Regions from separate parts of the Mus musculus genome. Here all the other regions are linked to region 2. A link is a contact called in public HiChIP or PLAC-seq and promoter capture Hi-C data. All regions are on one chromosome and are shown on one strand. The core of a region is the stretch at or near the end of the contact, and the rest is flanking DNA. Distances in the headings are between cores, read along the strand shown.

Region 1 (4,768 bases), core at 830-3,329, 190 kb before region 2:
ACACATAAACAAAAAATACTAACAAAACTAATAGGTCTTATTGTCCAATGTAATGCATATTATGGAAGGAAATTTACAGTATGCTGCAAGAATGATGAGACAGAAACTTGACATGTCCAAGTCCATCCAGAAAAGGCAAGCTGAGAACTGAAGGACAAGTAAGAGAGATGCTTCTGTCCAATATAAAAGCAGGAAACAATGGCACAGGCAGAAGGAACAGGCTCAGATACCTCAAGAATGACAGAGCATGCTACCTTAAAAGAAACATCATCAGCTCAGTACAAAGCCAATGTGAAGAATGGAAGTTAGGCAGCAAAGTTTCGGGCTGAGAGGAAAAGGAGCAATCAAAAAAACCTGTAGGGGTAAGCAAAAGGAGACCGTGGAGTGGGCTGTTGCTGGCATGGGACAGTCTTGTACTCATCCTTTAAGGTCACAAAGGTAAAGCAGGAAGCATGGTGACTACTCCAGGGAAGTCAGCACCCTAAGGTGTCCAGACCAAAGGTAATGGCTGCAGGCAGAATAAGGGATTGATTGCAGAGACTTTAGGAAACAATCTAAATGATTTTGTAATATGCTGGAGATGAAAAAAGAGAGATAGAGAAAAAGAAAGATACCTAGATTTCTAGCTTCTTTCCCTCTCCCCAAAGTACAATGCTCATCTACGCTAGAAGTGTTAAAGTAAGAAATAAGATTAGTGTAGATTACACAACATCAGGTATTCTGTTCATCTCTTTGTATTAGAGACAAAGAGAAGATATCGCTAATAACTATTTCACGGTTGTAGTCAGAAAACTCAAACTCAGCCCTGTGCCTGATGATTACAGCATATATTAGTCATTCTTAGAAAATATACTCGAAGGAAAAGACGGATGGCTAGATTTGATAGAGGGAAAAACAGGCACAGATACATTTTTATTAAGGGGAGTTTAGTCTAACATTCTCATCTTGATTATCAGATTATCTGTTCCTTAGTTCTTAACCTTAAAAAAATATGACCCCTATTAAAATAAAAGCTATTCCATTTAAGTTAAATGAAGATTCTTTTTCTAGGTTAAGGAATGACTAGTCACTGACAATGTCAGCTGTTAATTACAATATACTTCCCCTGTGCTCTGCACACTCTTACAACTCTTAACTGACAGTCTTAATTGATTTTTTTTTTTTACAAAATATCCCCTTTCGCAAGGAGAAAACAGGACTGCAAAAAATAAACTGACTTACCTATAGTAAGAACGTAAAATCAGAGCCTGTTTTTCAGTCTCACGTTCTAAGATTGGCATCAATGAATAAACAATACTTACTATCATATGATAAGATATGTCCACTTTTGCCTTCATAGATAACATGGCCCTTGGATGCAGCTTCCTCTCTGACCTTCTCAGGACTGCTTTCTTCAATAGGCATCCTGGAGACAGGTCCCTTCACCAAAGCCTCTGTTGGTATTCCAGCCTGGGGCAGAGCTGGGGTCCCCTGTCATCAAAAAACCCCACAAGCATCCAAGAGTCACTAATGCTGAGAAGCAGCACAGCCATGAAGAATAAAGAAACTGAGAGTCAGGTCAGTCTTCAAAAAAACAAAGTGCACAGAGGAAACAAAACATCTCACCCCTGTAGACATAAAGAAACCCCCGATCTCGCTCCTTCAACTCTACTATCACAGAGAACTCAGATGATCATAGCATATGAGGTAAAACAGCTTTGTCCCCCCCAAACCTATGGCTGGTGCTTGGGCTTTGGTCATCAATAAGAGGAGAGGCTCAGATGCCTTGTTTAGTGAGATATTCAGTCAGGAAACATCACCTGAGTCTTACCATCATTAGTCCTCCACTAGACTGACAGTAGGTCTTTATGCCCTTCCTTTTAGGGAAACTGTTTCCTGTCTATTGTATAGGACGCTGTATAAGTGGGTAGATTGGGCTGTAAAGAAAATGAAGACCAGATCTACCCCACTCCTCTGTGTAGGATCTCTACTACTTTGAACTTGAGGCAATACGCTCTGAAACAGATGTTTAAAGGGGGTGAGTGAAAGACAGGAGCAATGCGTCCAGCATACCCAGTCATGAACAAAGTTCAGCAGAAACATCAGGAAATCCTCAACATGCACTCTGTCCCAATGAGCAAATCTTAAAATAGATACAACAGAGTGTCATTTGACCCAGTTAAAACTATTTACCTAACAAACAAAACGTTGGATGCTGGAAAGTTAAGAAGGAAGTGAAGACAGCATAGAGGCCCACTTATATTCTCTGTGTACATTTAAGGGTTAACTTACTTTGACTGAATATGTAACGAGAGACAGGGAGTTTCTACGTCATGCTCTAAATCAGCATAAGCCATAACAACTACGACACTGGAAATTGTCTTAACAGGGTGACTCTGAATCACAATGTCCTGAGCAGAATCAACCAAAGGCTCAGGAAAGCCCAGGCTGCTGGAGCTCATACCCAGCAACTCTAGCACAAGGCTTAAGCATTTATGACCAGCAACTTCTCAAGGGATGCTGGTGCTCAGGGTCGTGGGTGTCCACACCGCTGGTAACAATACCTTAGGTAACAAGGATACACCACAACAATAGGCTAGTAACAATATACAAAAACTGTATCCGTGTTTATAAAAGGCAGACTATATGAACTTCACTACTTTTCTCATTCATGTAAAAATTTTAAAAAGGAGGTGTTTTAACATTTCAAGTTAAAATTAATATCTAGCTAGAAAAAGAAATTAATCAAAATTAGGATTCTGTTTAGTCTCTGATGTACTCAATGAATTTGAACACAGCAGCTTACACATTGAGATCACAAATATACCTTTTCACAAAGAAGCATTTCTCATTGTTTTCTTCTCAATTTCTATTTAATCTAAGCACATGATAAAAGCTTTTACAGGAAGTCCATAAGGACTATAATATCTTCTGCAAGTTTCTTTTGCCAATTTCCAGGTGAGTAGTAACACCTTGAATAACTACAGTATAGATACCATGGCTTGGAGTTAAAATGCAGCCGGAAAGGAAAAGGTCTGGAGATCTGAGGTTTATTACTGAGAGCTGGACTCATAAAAGAACAATGACCCATGCTGCTATAACAAGAGCACTGCTATAACTAAAACTCCTGAGAAATCCAGCTTTCCAGGCTCCAGGAGATGATGGCCCATGCACTGACCTGGGTAATAGAGCCCCGCAACGATGAAATGGTCTCCACTGAGATTTTGCTGGCTGGAGTTCCCCGAGTTATACTTCCTTCTTGGACAGCCCCTGCAGTGCCTGAATGAAAACAAAACCATCACTAAATCATTGCCTTCTTCCTAGCAGCCCCTACTCCACAATACAAGTTCTCACACAGCAGAATGGGGCAAGCATAACAAAAATTATCCTAATGAAATGCATGGCTCAAATAATATCATAATGATCTTTAAAAGGATTGTTCAAACTGATTGATGAAGGTCCTACCCCTAGCAGAGGAACTACTGGTAGCTTATAACTGCTTAGGGAAAGAAGCAATTTCTCTTTAGGGAACTAGAAACATGTGTAGACTGCCTATAATCCAGTAGATGGCACAAATACACATGCATATATAGGCAATAATAACTGCACTATCAAAAAAATGAGAGAGCAGTGGCTGAGAACATGAGAGTGGGAGGGAGCATGTTGAGGGGGAAAGAGTTGGTGTTGGGGAAATGATCAAAATGCACTATACAAATATATGAAATAACAGAATAAATATATTATTAAAAATTACGGCTGACAAATAATGTCAGAGTTTGGTGGGGCTTTTTGGTTTTGGTTTCGATTTATTACTATATGCCCATCAAATTTCAAAAGTTTTAAAGTTATTGGCTCAGCGATTAAGAGCAGTGACTGCTCTTCCAGAGGTCCTGAGTTCAATTCCCAGCCACTACATGGTGGCTAACAATCATCTGTAATGGGGTCCAATGCATTCTTCTGGTGTGTGTCTGAAGACAGCTACAGTGTACTTGTATAAATAAAAATAAATAAATCTTTTTTAAAAAATAGCTATCTTTACATGGAAGCAAAAACATAAAAGTCAGTAACTTGAAGAAATAAGTCATTAAAATATATTAATGACTAAGCTGTTTGTATTCATGTATACTTTGGAGGCTGAAGTAGGAGGACTGAGAATCCAAGTTCAAACTTGACCATACAGCATATCCAAGGCCAGTAAAATTATCACTGTTACCACAACTTAGGATGTACCCACAAAAAAATTTTAATGAGTTCCTTTATAAAGTTTACTATGGGCAAAGGTTTAACATAACTGTTAAACTGGATACAGTTTTACCTCTGACCACACCTTCATGCTGCGCTCTGACCAATAAACCCTCAGGTTGTGAGTTTTGGCTTCTCGGAGAAAATTCTTCCTGCTTGATGTAGGTCAAAGGAGCTATGGGGAAAAGAAAGAGAACCATGAGAAGACCAACCACTGAGTGGCTGACCATGATGCTACAAACAGGCGTGATAGAACTGTGGCCACTCACTGACCTGCTTTGGTAGACTCCTGCTGCCGGGGCAATCCCAGAGAGATAGACCCCACGGAGGGCTTAGGGGCTTCTTGTGGATAAGCCTGATTATGAGAAGACAAGTAAGTGCCAGGAGTTCCCTAAAAAATAAAAAGATAAAAGAGTCAAAGACTAAGCATTGTCTCTCCTGAGAGTAAAGTCAATCTTCACGTTCCATCTATAAAAATCTATATCTCTGCCACTCACAACTTTAAAAAGTAATTGAACAAAAGGGAAATTTCAGCATAGATTATTAA
Region 2 (4,512 bases), core at 1,179-3,678:
AGGCCAAATAATATTCAGTTTTGATTGTAATAAAGATGGTAACAAGTGGCTATGAAAAAGTAAGACAGGTCGCCAAGTTGCCTTCTGCGGGGCAACAAAGGCTCCTCTAACTCCACTCACTCTCCTCACGCTTCCCAAATCCATGGCTTTTCACACAACTGTATACAGTTGGAGCCAGCCCCATAACTCAACAGTAAGATTCAGTGGACATCCTGAAGCCCCTTCCCCAAAAGACTAAATATTCTGGCCAGAAATAAACGAGACAATGTTTCGCTGTGACTTCTGATTAACCACCACAGGGAAAAACAGCAAATAGCCGCTTCAATTTGCCATCTGACTAGAGGCAAAACTGAAAGCTCGCCCAGGTTTCTCTAACAAGTTAACATCTCATTTTCTTCTTCTATATACAATGTTTATTGTAAAAAAAAAAAAAAAAAAAAAAAAAAAAAAGCCAAACAGTTTAATAACACATTGAGAACCCTCCACCCCTGTGATCATCCCACTTAGAGAGCCCGTATTTGCTATCCATTCCTCCAATTTTTTGCGATATTGGAACCAAATGTTAGTGTATTTAACATACGTTTTCTTTGTATAAAAGTTAGCTTAAAAGACCATAGAGTGGATGTAAGCAAGCATACAGCACGCTATTCTGGTGAGTGAAATGCCTCTTTTCCTGCCAATATTTTTAGTATCTTTTTTAAAGATCATTACCATTTTGTTTTAGGGGAAAATATTACCTAAAAATTTTTGCTTTGTGTGTGTGTGTGGGGGGCTTTTTTGTTTCCTTTTGAGACAGGGTGTCAGTGCAGCTCAAGCTGGCCTCAAATTAACTATGTGGTCAAGGATGACCTTGAACTTGTAGATCTTCCTGCCTCCACCTTCCAAGTGCTGGGCTTACACACGTGGACCTCCTTCTCGCTGGCTTGCTTCTGTTTTCCTTTCTCTCTTTCTCTTTCTCTTCGGAGAAAGGATCTATCTCTGTAGCCCAGGCTGCACTTGAAATCACTGTACTCCTCCGCCTCGGCCTCCTGAATGCTAGGATTGTCGGCATGTGCTACTGTGCCCAGCTCTACTGAGTTTTATATAGTATCATTTAGATCTCCCAGTAGCTAGTACACAACAGGTACTCCGTGTTATATTTCATTTTTTTTAAGTTTTAACTGATTTTTGTTTTAATGTTTTAAAGCATTCAATTTATAGCCCAAGGGGATAAAATTGAATAAACGAAACAGATAGAAAGCTAACTAAATACTCCAGTTCTTAGAGGATCCACCAAAACCAAGAGAACTAATTCTGGGACAAAGACAAAAGAGCATCTTGTTGTTATGAAAAGTAGTTCAGGTTGTTAAACAATTGTTGGGTTAACGTTAGTTTTCTTTGTCTTTTATTGTTCTTTTTAATTCATCTGCGAGTGAGGGCTATAAGACAAGGGTACTGGGTTTTTCTCGGAGCACAATGGGTAAAGGAGGAAGGGGTTCACATTACATTTGCCAAAGAGCAGGCATCTGGCCAGAGTAGTCATCAGCTCTTTTCCCCAATAACGGACCTCAGATCTGCTCCTTAGGCCACCAAAGAAGCTGGAAGCACTTCAGAAGCACAGACTGGGGGAGCTGCCAGCCCGGACCGGGGATGAGAACATAACACCTTAACTCCCCATTCCCCCTGCAAGCGCCCGTCCTGGACAACGCTTTGCGCGCCTTTCCCTCCGAGATCAATAACCGCACCCTGCACCCTCCCTCCGGGGAACTGATTAGAACAACCGGCCTTCGCTCCTCGGGTCACTAAATTCTCCACTTCGACCTTTCCTCCCGCCCACTCCCCGAAAGCACGTGCAAAAACGGGTAAAACGGTCTTGGTAGCTGGCAAGCCGGGGGATGTCTGTTTTTTCACCCTGAGGGGCCCTTCCGCGCACTCAGCCCGACACCGTCCGGAGCAGCCCGCCAACGGCTCAGCACTCAGCCCTCGGGTCCCGCCGCCCGTGCGCACCTCGCGTGTGCCGGCCCGCCGCCCCCGACACACTCACAAGGTGTCCAGCAGCAGCTTGGCGGCGCCCTCGAAGCTGAGCCGTTGCCGCTTCTGGAACGTCTCCCAGCGCTCCCGCTGCTCCCCCAGGTCGAGCGCCGACACCGAGGCGGCGGGGGTGACCGCCGGCGGTGGCTCCTCGGCGGCCGCCTCCTGGGCCCGCGGCGGTGGCTTGGGCCGCGGCTTTGCCGACGGCTGCGGACCGACCGCCCCGCCCCCGCCCCCGGCCCCGGCCCTAGTCCTGCTCCGGGAGCGCTGCGCGCGGCTTTCGCCGCCGCTCAAGCCCCCGGTGGCCCCCGAGCGCCGCTGCTCCCGCGGGCCGGTGGCCACGGCACTGCGAGTCCGCCGCATGTCTCCCTCAGCCGGGCTCGCAGGCCTCTCGGCTCTGCGCGCTCCCGCCGGCCGATGCGCGTCCCCGCCTCCGACAACCTGAAGGCCCCGGGGGTGGTGCGCGGCGCTCCGGAACACGCGAGCTAGGGACCCAACTAAGAGACCCTGGCCGTGGGGCCGGCCGAGCGCTGAGGGTCTAACGAGACCGCGCCTGCACCTGCGCTTGCAGGTAGCGGTGCCCGTTTGATCAGCGAAGGAGCTTCCAGCCTCCACTGACTCCAACCACACATTTCTAACTGGGGACCTGGGTCAGGCCTCAGTTCATAAATTCACGGCCACATCAGAGCTGGCACGCTTGGGTGACTTCGTGGTTTCCAAGGTGGTAACACTACCAACTTGGCAGAGGCCATCATGTACCTAATGTGAGCTAACGTAGTATGTAAATTGTCGGATATCTGCTACTGGAAGCATAAATGACAGCTGGAGTCAGTTTGATCAATGGTCAACAGGTTTTTTGGTGGTTTTGCAGAACTGAGAATAGGACCCACAGCTTTGAGAAAGCACTCTTGCACTGAGCCACATTCCCAGCCCTAGATTTTGTTTTCAATTTTAAGTAAATGGATCCAGGATTACATTCCATTCATAAGCTTTTGCAGAATACCGTATTGACGTTTAAAGACAAAAATCCCAAGAACCATCCACTGCGGTATCCCAGATAGTCTCCAAACCCTTTCAGTTGTTCTCACACTTTTAAAGAAACGTTTTCTTTTACTCGTTTTTGGTGCATTTTTCATTTTTCAACTTAGTTCTGTTTTTGTTGATTTTATTACAATATAGAGTCCATTTATTATCTTTAATGATGAAAATATGGGTTTTCCCAAATACAGCTTGATTAATTCATAAATCCTCATTAAGTTTTAACACAAAGTTCTCAATAATTGAAACTTCCTAGATGCATAATTTGTTTTGGTGTTTCCTTTGTGCCCGTATCTTAAATGTACAGATTTGCATGCACCAATTCAGATGTGGCATATCCTAGCCACATCTAGACTATCTCCAAAAAGCAAGCAGAAGTGACCACTGTTTTGTTTTGGCTTTTTCTCACTGTGACTTACTTTCGCCTGTTTTGTGTATTTAGAGACAAGGTCTAACCGTGTAGCCCTGGCTGGCCTGGAACTCACGAATAAGGCTCAGGTTTATCTTAGCTCACTGTGATCTGCCTGCCTCCACCTCCTGATACACATTACAGTTTTAAAAATCTTTATTCAGGAGGAGAGCGAAGTATGCGGGTGCATGGGGAGCAGAAGACAGTCTACACCATGAGTTCTCTTCTTGCACCAAACAAGCTGTCTGGTGACAGGCACCTTTACTTGGCTGCCGGGCTTGTTTGAGTCAGGGCTTCATTCTTTAGCCTAGTCTAGTCCTAGACTCACTAAGTAGCTAAGGCTGGCTTCAAACCTGTACCTATTCTCCAGCCTCAACCTCCCAAGTGCTAGAATCACAGGTGTGATCTACCACACTACTTTAGCCTATCTTTGAATGTCATTTCAAAAATAGCATGTACATTGTTAAATCTAATACTGTTCAACATTTTGGAAATAATTGATATTATATATACACACATATATACATATATGTACATATATAATTTATTGATGTCAATATGATCTATGCGGATTGGCTTTTGTTAATGCAACACAAACAAGGGTCATCAGAGAGGGAACCTTAACTGAAAAAAAAATGCCTCCATCAAATTAGTGGGTAAGTCTGTAGGTCATTTCCTTGATTCATTATTGATCACCATCACCCCTGGGCAGGTGGTCCTGGACTCACTCTATGAGAGCAGGCTGAGCAAGCCTGTAAGCAGTGTTCTTCCTTCATGGCTTCTGAATCAGTTTCTGTCCTGACTGGCACAGCAGTGGGGGAGAAAATTTACATAAGAATATATCACCGTTTATTTTGTGTGTGTGTGTGTGTGTGTGTTGCAAGTGTATGTCAGAGTTCAATGATGGGTGTCTTCATGGTTCTCCACCTTCATCCTGAGGGAGGGTTCCTCACTGAAACGGGAGCTCACACTCTGCCTACACTGGAGGGTCACTGAACTCAAGGAGATGACTTTCCCTAGCAGCTCCACAGTGGGTGGGGCTACAGACTTGTGAC
Region 3 (4,418 bases), core at 1,606-4,105, 150 kb after region 2:
AATGCCCCTAATCAGCAGGAAGTAGTCCAATAACTTCGCCCCTTTTCCTACTCTACTTTATTTGGGGATTTTTTTTTCTCTATCCCCTCTATCTGCTAGTGGGTTGGAAGTGTGGAATAAGGGTGGAGGAGGGTGGAAGAAAGAAGAACCCACAAAGTAGCCAAAGTCTGGCTATAAGCATGGCCCCATGGATTCATGTGTTTGAATGCTTGGCCATAAGGAGGGGCACTATCAGGAGGTGTGGCTTTGTTGGAGGAAGTGTGTCACTGTGGAGGCAGGTTTTGAGGTCATATATACTCAAGCTACACCCACCGGCGCACACAGTCTCTTTCTGATGCCTATGGATCAAGATGTTTGCAATTCCAGTTTAAATCTAAGGAAGCCCCAGATTTGGGGTCTTGGTGGCCACGGTAGAGTTCAGCCCTTTTGGGTGAAGTTGGCTGAGCATAGCTATGAAATGCCCAGCTCTCTCTGTACTCCCTTCTGCTCTACTTAGTGCTGTGTGTGGGAGCCCTTGGCCCTAAGAGCAGCCTTGGTGTTCTGTAGTGCTTGTGTGTGGGGAATGGGTGTTTGCCTGGTGGGTCCCATGAATCCCAGCTGATCCCTGAACTCAGTTCAGTTCCCAGGGTCACTCTCAGGCCTCTAGAGTCCTGGGCTGTCAAGCTCTGTTGACAGGGCTAGTGTGTGAGAAGTGCTTCCCCAGCACGTTTTACTGTCCTGGCCAGATCAGCTTGGCTTGCGCCAGGAGTTGATGGTTACTCCTTCCTGCTTCTCCAGAAAGATCATAACTGTGTTAACGGGTTCATTTAAAGCCCTTGTCTCTTGCAGGGAAGGGGATTATTGAGTGCAATCTCATCTGTTTTCTTGCTCTTGGTTTCACTCACTTCAGTGTACAGTCCACACACTTAGGAGGCTGGAGCAGGAAGATTGTCATCCGGAGTCATGACCTGGACTTTGGCTGTAGACAGGGGCCACCCCACCCTGTATCAGATTGGCTTTAAAAAATATTCAAGAAATACACTTTGACTTCCAGGTACAGTGGTGGATTTGCAGCCACTGAAATGATACAAATGTATCTAACAGGATTACAGATGTGTTTGTATCCAAAGCGACCTTGTTTGTTTCCTATGTCTCACCTCTGTTTCCTTTTCTTTGTTGGTTTCTTTTGGAAATTCCCCAGTTGCTTACAATGAATACATTACAGTTCTTCTAAACAGGGAAGAAATTTGCACTTATCAATGAAGGAGAAGAAGGCTTGCCTGGGTTACACAATGAGACTCTGTCTCAAATACCACACACACGCGTGCACACACACATGCAACACAAAGTACACACACACACAGAGAATGAGAAATAATCTGATTTTTAAAAGTCAAGTGAGGGCTGGCGAGATGGCTCAGTGGGTAAGAGCACCCGACTGCTCTTCTGAAGGTCCAGAGTTCGAATCCCAGCAACCACATGGTGGCTCACAACCATCCCCAACAAGATCTGACTCCCTCTTCTAGAGTGTCTGAAGACACTCTTCTAGAGTGTCTGAAGACAGCTACAGTGTACTTACATATAATCAATAAATAAATCTAAAAAAAAAAAAAAAAAAGTCAAGTGATAGATTTATTGTCTGTTTCTGCTATACAATAGTTAAAAATGTCTCACTGTAGAACGTTCTCTTTCACAGAAGGACCAGTGTCAGGTGAGTGGGCTTACAGTATGTGGCCGGAAGTCTGTCCTGATGAACCTAGAGCCTCATATGTGCCAGATGGGGCTCAGTCCACGGGCCACATCCTCTGCTCTCACTATGGTTTGTTTTAAAAAGATTCTACTTTTGTTTTCTTAGTTATGCATATATGTGTGTGTCATGTGCATATGGGTTTTATGTATGTGAGTTGTAGGTACCCACAGAGGCCCGGAGTGTCAGGTCAGATCTTCTGGAGCAGGAATTCTAGCAGTGAGCACCCGATGTGGGGGCTCTGGGAACCAAACTTGGGCCTTCTGCAAGAGCAGCATAGGCTTGTAACCGTGGAGCCGTTTCTCCAGCCCGTTGTAAGGACTTTCTTTTCTTTCTCTTCCACAGCACCTTACTCTTTTCAAATTCTTTGCACAAGAAGAGTCCCAGCTGTGCAGCGGATGTGCTGAACGCAATTCCTTAGTTCTATGTTCCCCTCCAGCAGTAATTGCCCACTCTTCTGCTGGGAGAAGCTGCTGAAGCCACAAGGAAGACCTCTCCAGGCTTCCTATCTGGGCCTGAACTACATTGTTTCAGAAAAACTGCCATGTTTCTTCATCATGATGCCGGATCATCAAAAAGTTTAGGCTATGCCATACCATGGTCACGGTGTCAGGGACAGCAGCTACAGTTGTGGACATTTATGCTTTTGTCCTTATGGTGTCTTTCTAGGAGAAAAGGAAAAAAAAAAAAAGGAGAGATATGCTTATTGTGTGTCACTTGCTACCCAAGAAAGAGCACCAAGAAACTGACTATGCGTTCATATTTCCTTCTGTTAAGATGAGGGTGGGGGAAGGGAAGTAAATCATAAAAGTTGACAATGGTGAGCTACGAAGAGGAAAACTGGGCTTAGCAGCTTAGAAGCGGTTTACCAGTTTCACTGGCTAGGCCTCAAGATGTCAGAGTCGTTGCTCCCTCTAGTGGTAAAATCTAGACCCGTCCTTTCCATTTCGGTGGTTGGTACTGCTCTGTGGCTTCAGTGTGTGGTCTAAAGTTGTGTTTTCTTCTGCTAAATTGTCCTCTGTTTGTCTCTTCCAATACTTTTGCGATATTATTTAGTGCCCCCAGGTAGTGCAGGATGATTTTTGCCTATCTTGAGATCTCTAAGCACCCTCTCTCCCCATCACTTTTCCTTAAAATAAGAGTGCTTGTCCAGGGCTGGTGAGATGGCTCAGTGGGTAAGAGCACCCGACTGCTCTTCCGAAGGTCAGGAGTTCAAATCCCAGCAACCACATGGTGGCTCACAACCATCCGTAACGAGATCTGACTCCCTCTTCTGGAGTGTCTGAGGACAGCTACAGTGTACTTACATATAATAAATAAATAAATAAACAAATCTTAAAAAAAAAAAAAAAAAAAAAAAAAAAAAAAAGAGTGCTTGTCCAGCATGCATGGAACTCACAATTCAATCCCCAGTGTAAGCCCAGCATTTGGATTAAAATAAAAATAAAATAAAATGAAGTAAAATAAAAAGAAAGAAAATAAAAAGTTCCACATTTACAAGTCCAGGAGTTAGGATGTGGACATATTTGGTGGCCATTATTAATTTCAGGGCTTCTTAAAAAATTTCCACTCAGAAAATTCTGTAGCCCTAGGTATATAGATTTATAAAACATGTATACAGGGACTTTAGAAATAGATGGATCAGTAGTTAGGAGGACTGGCTGCTTTTCCATAGGACCCCAGTTCAATTCCCAGCAATTCCTAATACCCACATGGTTTCTCACAACCCCTCTCTCTGTAACTTCAGGCATGCAAGTGGACACAGACACACATGCAGGCAAAGCACTCATGAAAAGTGTGTAAAAATCAAGTATTTACAGAGAATAAAGAAATTAAAAATAAAGAAATTAATTTAAGAACAATTCTTTGCTATAGGTTTATTATATGTTCCAGGCAGGGTTTCTCTGTGTAACCCTGGCTGTCCTAGAACTGGCTCTGTAGACCAGGCTGTCCCAGAGATCCTCCTGCCTCTACCTCACTGGAATGAAAGGAGTGCACATCTTCTGCACATGGAATATTATCACTTGCTAAAGATAAGCAAAATCTCACACTAACAGGATAGATATGCTTATTTACATGACACACAGTATTAAATCTTAGCTGAATATTTGGTATTTGAAGACACAGAATGAACATCTCCACCAGTTTTCAGAGTTGAAGGACATTTTGATTTTATAACTGCCAATTCTGAGAATGGTGCACATAAATATAACACAAAATGGAAGACATAGATTTAGGACCGTTTCAGAAATTGCTGGAAATTGTGTCCTAATCCTAAGATGAAATTCATAATTGAGAACGTAAGTCAGCAGGTTCTGGTTAGTGCTCATTGCCAATCAGACACATCTAGAATCACCCAGGAAGGGAGGGCACTTTTGTTTTTGCTTTGAGACAGGATCTTTTTGTGTAGTCCTATGTAGACCAGGCTGACATGAACTCAGAGATCTGCCTGCCTCTGACTCCTGAGTACTGGGATTAAAGGCGTGCGCTACCATGCCTGGCCTACAGGACAGAAGGGAGTTTTAGTGAGGGATAGTTTAGGTTAGGCTGACAAGTTCCCATGTTCCTGACGTCCCTGTAACAACAAACTGACTGTGTCCTACCTTTGTGAGCCAAATAGAACCCTTTCCTGAAGCCGGAGAGATGGCTCAGTAGTTAAGCGCCCCAGTTGATTTTTTCTGAGAATGGGAGT

The links. Promoter capture Hi-C pulls out the DNA fragments that hold promoters and counts their contacts. HiChIP or PLAC-seq counts read pairs in DNA pulled down with a chosen protein or histone mark.
Region 1: a promoter capture Hi-C map of liver shows a contact between it and region 2. The contact joins the enhancer-like site here to the promoter of Cenpv in region 2. A contact is called at or near these places in 5 of 39 promoter capture datasets (the C10 cell line, cranial neural crest, embryonic stem cells and 1 more), 2 of 115 datasets of contacts at active chromatin or transcription factors (both in embryonic stem cells) and 3 of 9 other capture datasets (adipose tissue, liver and pancreatic islet).
Region 3: a contact with region 2 is called in an H3K4me3 HiChIP or PLAC-seq map of the SCID.adh cell line, with 11 read pairs. The contact joins the enhancer-like site here to the promoter of Cenpv in region 2. A contact is called at or near these places in 1 of 39 promoter capture datasets (neural stem cells), 4 of 484 Hi-C or Micro-C datasets (cranial neural crest and embryonic stem cells), 2 of 115 datasets of contacts at active chromatin or transcription factors (the SCID.adh cell line and embryonic stem cells) and 1 of 9 other capture datasets (adipose tissue).

The regions. Positions count from the first base shown.
Region 1 is chr11:62,350,077-62,354,844 of GRCm38.p6, forward strand. It overlaps Ncor1 (nuclear receptor co-repressor 1), which reads right to left. Exons shown (of 45, transcript NM_001252313.1): 23 at 4,495-4,612; 24 at 4,295-4,396; 25 at 3,158-3,258; 26 at 1,302-1,470. Among named protein-coding and RNA genes, the nearest start is that of Ttc19, 71 kb to the left of the region's middle. Within about 2 kb of position 2,080, at least 8 of the 459 cell types and tissues checked have an H3K27ac peak or open chromatin away from gene starts, as enhancers often do. A contact at or near this core is called in adipose tissue and liver, where this site is marked.
Region 2 is chr11:62,536,833-62,541,344 of GRCm38.p6, forward strand. Cenpv (centromere protein V) reads right to left here and starts at 2,429. Exons shown (of 5, transcript NM_028448.1): 1 at 2,024-2,429. The coding sequence starts at 2,373.
Region 3 is chr11:62,690,851-62,695,268 of GRCm38.p6, forward strand. It overlaps a transcript of Zfp287 not described here. Among named protein-coding and RNA genes, the nearest start is that of Zfp287, 39 kb to the right of the region's middle. Within about 2 kb of position 2,856, at least 14 of the 459 cell types and tissues checked have an H3K27ac peak or open chromatin away from gene starts, as enhancers often do. A contact at or near this core is called in the SCID.adh cell line, where this site is marked.